Linked DNA regions of Thunnus thynnus: region 1 is linked to region 2. The links are chromatin contacts, called in public Hi-C maps. All regions are on one chromosome and are shown on one strand. The core of a region is the stretch at or near the end of the contact, and the rest is flanking DNA. Distances in the headings are between cores, read along the strand shown.

Evidence for each region. A called contact is a pair of places that touch in the nucleus more often than the background predicts.
Region 1: a contact with region 2 is called in a Hi-C map of muscle, with 8 times the contacts expected there. The contact joins the promoter of znf407 here to the promoter of zhx2a in region 2. A contact is called at or near these places in 3 of 3 Hi-C or Micro-C datasets (heart and muscle).

What each region holds. Positions count from the first base shown.
Region 1 is chr10:25,355,990-25,359,761 of fThuThy2.1, reverse strand. znf407 (zinc finger protein 407) reads right to left here and starts at 2,325. Exons shown (of 10, transcript XM_067602268.1): 1 at 2,208-2,325; 2 at 1-225. The coding sequence starts at 161.
Region 2 is chr10:25,134,802-25,138,143 of fThuThy2.1, reverse strand. It overlaps zhx2a (zinc fingers and homeoboxes 2a), which reads left to right and starts at 1,769. Exons shown (of 13, transcript XM_067602264.1): 1 at 1,769-2,196.

The sequences.
Region 1 (3,772 bases), core at 1,076-3,575, 220 kb before region 2:
GCCAGTTCCTCATCTGCTTTATCCGGCTCTACGGTCCTACTGGGTGAGTCGGTCTGGGTTTCCTCCATTTCCTCATCGTCTGGTTGCACTTTCCCACTGGTGTCATTTTCTGACACTTTGTCCTCAACAGCCTCCTTTCCTGATATCAATGTTTTATCCATATCATGTCCTGCTACAATTACATGTAACAGTGAAGCTGGTCACTGTCAAAGCTGGATCAAACTCCTGAGAAAAGAAAAAAAAAGAACAGGACTTATATTTGGCATCTTCAACTGATACACAATTCAGTGAAGAAAAGACAATTCTGTAAACAAGTTAACTGCATTAGCCACAAATTGTGTAATTCACCACAAGCTTCTGGAAAGTGATCAATCCTTCAAAAACACTGTCTGACCAAACACAAGTAAATGTCGCCATCTAGTGCCTCCAGGCAGACACAAATCATGTTAAAAAGACAGACCAGCATGAGAGCTACAGCTGCTGCTTCAAATGAGAAAAAAAACTCTGGTTGAGTCACGGTCATTTAATAGAGTACAAATATATCATTGCTGGTTTAAGACTCATTATCAAATGCCTGTAGACATGACACAGTGGAGCTACAGTTAGTTGCCACAATTACGAATAACCATATATCTAAATCCTCACGCAGTTCTAACAGTTTCAACAAATCTTTTATTTTTTTTAACGGGCAAAGATACTAGGTAAGAGTTTGTATAAAATTGGGGAAATATTAAGCAACAAAATCCTTAATCCACAATCCTTAATTGTCATTAAGGTTAAAAATTCTTGTCTTTTTCTTTTTCAGTTTTATGTACATCTCATCCATTTTGATAGTCCAATACTAATTACCATCCTTTACTTGGATTTGCCTCATTAAGGAGGGCCACTTTCATTCTGTGTTATGATTCATACTTTATTTCCACTACCAGCCTCATAACCTATTTGTATTTTAAATGTAAATGTAGTATCCATAAAGATTGGCCATGTTTATGTTATAACTACAGTTACAGAGAGATCATTGCACATCCATATATTGGGATGGCCTAAACTGATGCTTGTTGTTCTGCAGTTCAACTGCAACTGAAAAGTTGCACATAATCTGCAGCAACAGAACGGAGATTCTATTTTGTTCATAATATGAACCCATCCAGCCAATCACGAAGGGATAATATTCATCAGGATGTTGCACGCAACCAGTGGTCACTATATTTCAGTACAATCCAGTATCGAGACCATGGATGTATTATAAGATCTTATTATACATATATATAGTATTGAGACTGAGCTCTGTGTGCTCACTACCGCCATCCACTGAGTATTGTGGGAGAATACGACTGCAGGATTGACAGGGGGAACACAGTATCAACATGGGGTTTTTATTGATGTATTGTTTGCTTGGTTGCTAACGTCAAGTTGCATTGACGCTGAAATGAGAGACCCCTTCCGTTGGATCATGAAAGGTCTTAATTCAAATTAAATTAAATAGTTTCCCTGTTTTTTTATCCCTCTTTGCGAGAAAAGGATAGCATCTCAGCTAAGGGTGCTAAGCTAATAATATAATATGTCAATTGGACTAGGACTGTGACTGCTGTCTACCACTTGTCCAACACCGAGACCAAATTAACAAGACTTCTACCTGTCGGTTTGGTAACTTATTCTCGGTAAAGTTCCAATAGTTTAATATTACCGAGCCTGCGGTACAAGCTAGAAAGTAATACAAGTTAGCCTAACAGACTCTTAACTGCACGTTTCAAACTGCAACGACAGGCGAAATATGTCATGTTGCAATGCTACCAAAATTGTGAAATCTCTCTTTTCATGGTGTGGCTGGATCTTGCAGCAGGACACATACTAGGTCGAGATGTTGGGGGTTTTAATGCTCATTTGCTGGCTACTGTGTGGCTAATGTGCTAACTAGCAACATGTTCCTCAACTGTACTTTGAGCTACGTACAGCGCGACCAATTACATTGCTACATCGTCTGTGTCATCCAATCATAGGGGGGCAAAGGCGGGTCTTAATCGTTCCGAGGCTTGGAAAACGACGGCAGCACAGAGGCCCAAAAAGGAGGCTAACATCGACCTCTGAAACTGTCACCTACACTATCGAGACAGAACTTGAAAACACCCGAAAGAGCGGTCTTTTGTTTCATGAAAAGCGACTTGGGTAATAATAAGGTAATATAGTGACAAATGCACTAAACTTACCTCTAATTAAACGACTGTTCCCACTGTCCGCGCTTTTTGCTGCTAGACACAAATGGCGTACCGTAGCATGAGCCATGCGTCACATGAAGAGGCGGTCCGCTCGCTGCATCTCTGTTTTTTCTTTTTTTTTCCTTTTTTTATTAAGCACAAGGAAACAAGACAGCGAATAAACAAAATGCAGTATAGAATTCAATCAACAATGGTGGAAATTATGCTACAACACGGACAAATACAAATAACACACTAAAGAGGTATCATTATACTTAAAATCAAGAGGGAAAAAGTTGTTTTTTTAAAAACAAAACAAACAACAAAAAAGTGCAAGATAAAAGACATTAAAATGGCAAGGACCGAGATAAAGATGAATACAATTTTTTAGCCTCTCTATTAGTTTTTTCTATATTTTTTAGCAACTTGAAGTAGTTGGCAAAATATATACGAATACGGTGAAAGAGGGCCTTTCCACTTACAAGTATGTAACGTTATATGATATTTATCCAAAATAATCACAAGATTAACAGTATCTGAAATGTTTGCATCCAAGCTGTCCATAAAATAAATTATAGCATTGTAAGTAAATGAAGGTATGTTATCCATTTCTAATGACAACCAATTATGAATATTGGACCAAAACAAATTAGCATATGAACATTTAAAAAATACATGTTTTCAGCCTCTGAAGAACAAAAGATGCAAGGATCCACTTCACATTTAAATCTTATTGTGTAGAAAATCACTAAAAGGGTATAGCTATTGCTGATACTTTTTTAAAATGAGTTTCTTTGACTTCAAGAGCAATAGGACATGATAGATAAAAAGAACAGGATTGTCTCCTTAAAGGGGCCTCTATATTATCCTATACAGAGCATAAGTCCCCCCAATTTTTTTGTTTAAAAACCAGAATAACTGTTCTGTTATCACATCTTTTATCCAACAAATTGACATAACAGACTTTTAGAGAAGGCAAAAAAGTCACAATCGAAGACAATTGCACACTTCTTTGTATCATCTGAAGTAAAGGAATGGGAATGGCTTTACAGATTTTGTCATACTCTTTTCTTGAAAGAGTAGTTTTATACTTATGGTAAAATCTTCAAAGGATAACAAGTGTCCACAATAAAGAATTGTTTAGTGAGAAATTGTGGGTAAATGTAATTTTTCCAAAATGTCTCAATACCTTGAATGTTAATAATAAAGGACAGAGATACACTACTGTTTATATCACTATAAAACATCTGAAAAACATTTCAAAAGCTTGTTCCAAAACCAAACATTTCCAAGGCTTTAAACAAAAGGTGGTGTTCTAAAGCATCAAAAGCTTTAAAGAAATCTAAGAATAAAATTGAGCTATCATGTGGGATCAGTGAATTATAATCAAGTATATCTAAGACTAATCAAGTATGATTATGAATATTTCACCCTTTGATAAATGTGGACTGTGTTTCATCAGTTATCTTGCTCAGCCCTTCCTTAGGTCTATTAGCATAAACATGCTAAAAGCTTGTAATCTCCACAAAGAAGTGTAATAGGCCTCCAATTGTCCAAAGATAATTTATTTTTGTTCA
Region 2 (3,342 bases), core at 520-3,019:
GACTGCATTGACATTGCTGAGACTGTAGGCTCTGTGAAGAAAAGATTTGACTAGTACAAAAACACTAAACTAAATTAGATTACCCTAAACAGCACAACAGTACAACATTTTATGCAACACATTCATGAAGCTAATTTGCTTTCCCTTTTGCATGAATGATGTCTCAACTCGATCTATCTCTATTATCTTTTTCTGTTACTGCCAGTAGTCTTGGGGGAAATCAATTAGGAAACTTCATTTTTTGCCTGGATTCACTCACTGGCCAGTCTGTTTAAGTAATATCATGTATCAGTTATACACTATTGCCTCATTTGCACAAGGACACACACCGAGACACAATGTGACAATGACACACAAATACAGAAGCAAGCTTTGTATAATAGTTTCAATAGTAAAAACTGCATTATCTGACATCACCAACATTTTATATTATAAAATATACCCAAATGTTTGTCACTTATGTTCAATTCAAACAACAAATAATTATACCTAATTATACTTTATTTACAGTTTGTATCCTGTATTTGATGCATCCTTACTATTTAGGAGCAGTGTAGGGGTGGGGAGTGACTCTGATCATTATAAATACCTGGCATACATGTCTTTTGTTTTTGGGTGAAAGTGTCCGTACAAATAGACAGGGAACATGCAAATGAAAAGCCCCAGCTGAGCCTAAAAGTCTTTCATATATATCATATATATTTATCACACTTAGTCCTCTCAAAGCCTTGCATCTCCACAAAAAACACTTCTGAAACTGAAAGAAATCAGTTGATTAGTTTTTCCACTGACATCCCTGTACTTCTAAAGTAATAAAATGACATTAGCGTGTGAACTTAAGACTGTCTTTCAAGAAATGACTTGGGTTCAGGCCACATATCAGCACATCTCAGCGATGCATACCTCCTAACTCCAGGGTCACTACTCTGTTGTTTATTGAACCAACACCCTGACCTCTGTGCAGGAGTGCAGGTAAAAACAAATCTCCCACTTTAGTGAAATATCACTCTTATCAGTTCTTTTCTTGACCGACATTGAGTTTTGTGGAAGCTACACGAGGGACGTGATGCATGCATGCATGCGCCCAGTGGAGGTCACTGTTGTGTGTGAGTTCACTGAGCTGTCTGTGTCATTCAGGGCAGTGTTTCTCACCAAAACAAACCATGAGTATCAGCTGACCTTAGACTTACCTGTATCCAGATGTGTGTGTGTGTGTTTTCTAGTGTGAGAGCCAGTGATGTGTGCAGGTTCTCCCCACTGTGTAAGACAGTGGTTCTCAAAGTGGGGTCCGGGGACACCTAGGGGTCCTTGAGGGGGCTCCAGCGGGTCCCCAGCAAAAAGGGGGAATCATTTATTTTCACTATAATTCCATCCATCAGTAACACATGATAGGATGTATGACTATTTTGGTCATGGGTTTCATACATTTTCTGAAATGAAACATCTAAAAGCAGAAAGCGTATTAGATGGGGGTCTGTGGTCTAATTTATGACAGTTTAGGGGTCCTTGATGTGAAAAAGTTTGAGAATCACTGGCGTAAGACACAACAGCTTCCACTTGAGAAAGCACTGCAGCAACCGCACACCTCACCTCACATAACAGCATGCACAGAGAGAGAGAGAGAAAGAGAGAGAGAGAGAGAGAGAGAGAGAGAGAGGGAGAGGGAGAGAGAGAGAGAGAGGTGGGCGGGGTGAGAGAGGGAGGGTGGGACTTTAGAGGGGTAACAAACGCCCCCCTATGATACTTTAATATCCAATTAGCTCCAAGCAGACGCAGGCAGGCATCAGCACAGGGACAAGTTGACGGCAACAACACGCAGTTCATTCATTTTTACACCGGCAGGCATGCTTCATGGAGCCATCAGCACTCCTCTTGCCGCCTGGACACAGAGTTGTTCCACTTTCCTCTGTCTGCTTCTGAACTTTTCACGGCTGTAACACTATGGACCCGCTGTGGACGGACACCGGCGCTCCGGTACGACATGCAAATACGTACTCTGACGTCGGCGATCATGTGGCTTTTGGCGTAGATCCTCCTTGTGATCGCCAATTTTTTTCCTTTCCTGTCGCCTGTTGTCTGCTCGGCTATTGGACCGCCGTGGGAGTGTTTAAAACAGCCTCGGCTCGTTTTGTCGGGTTAGCAGTCGCTTTGGGATTGTACCGCACTACCTGAGCATCGCGCCAAAACGGTGGGCAGGTAAGAAACGGATCAACTCTTCCTCTGTTTTTCAAACGGCTCCCACCCCCCCTACCCCCCTCCACCCCCTCTTCCTCCTCTTCCTCCTCCTCCTCAAAAGTCCCTCAAGTTAAAACTGCATGTAGTTGTTTGTTTGTGCCTCTCTCATGGCTTGCCCTGCCTTTGCGTGGCTCCCAAACACCCACACGCCTCCGTATAAATATTTTAACTTGTCTAGCCGCATGAACTTTGCCTGCCGCTGCCGTTTACACCTGCCTCCTGAGACAATGTGTCCGCCAAGTTGGTAATTGGACGTTTTTCGCCCCCCCGCGTTTAAGTTTCACTTTGATACATTATCGTGACCGTGGAGGGAGACGGCGGAGAGGAGAAACACCGTGTCTACTTTTCCTCCTCCCCGTGTCGACATAACCAGCAAAACATGGCCGTCCTTTGCCGACATGTTGTTACGTCGATGGCGAGAGGGGGAACATTTGGGGAGAGGGGTTTTTCTTTTTTTTTTTTTCTGCGCCCCTCTGTCACATCTCGGGTTGGCCCGGTGGAAACGGCCGTTCAACTCCGCACCGCCTGCCACCGTCTCCGCTCACAGCTTTCAGCGGCACCGGGGTTTGAGTGCAACTTTGGGAGTCCGACGTTGTTTATAGACTTTGATTTGCGCGACTCCGTGATGTAGGCGTAACGTTACCCCTGGTGATGCCTCCTCCCCTCCCAGACCGCCGCTGTTACTGCATGCAGACAGATGGGCAGACAGTGCCGTAGCACAGGAGCTCACTTCTTCTATCCTCTCATTGCAGTAGGCCTGTAACTGCTGTAAAAAAAAAAAAAAAAAAAAAAAAAAAAGTCAGGCGTGGTCCTTTTTTTTTTATTCAGGATATTAACTTTGGTCGTGAGAGTGCCCCAGACTGTAAATGTAGTCAGACTGTGTGCAGCCATGCTCTGGAGTCAACACAAATGTGTCCTCAGTGCACCCTGTAATACGTTCAGGAGGGATAGTGGTTGTTAATTTCATGGTCTTGCTTCCCTCGTGAAGTCACTGTGTACACAAACAGATATAGAGGACAAGTATTAAGCACAGCGCATGGCATAATAGTAAACACAAAATATATAAACAGATGCATACAGTTCAAATAATTCTGCTTGCTCCCAGGG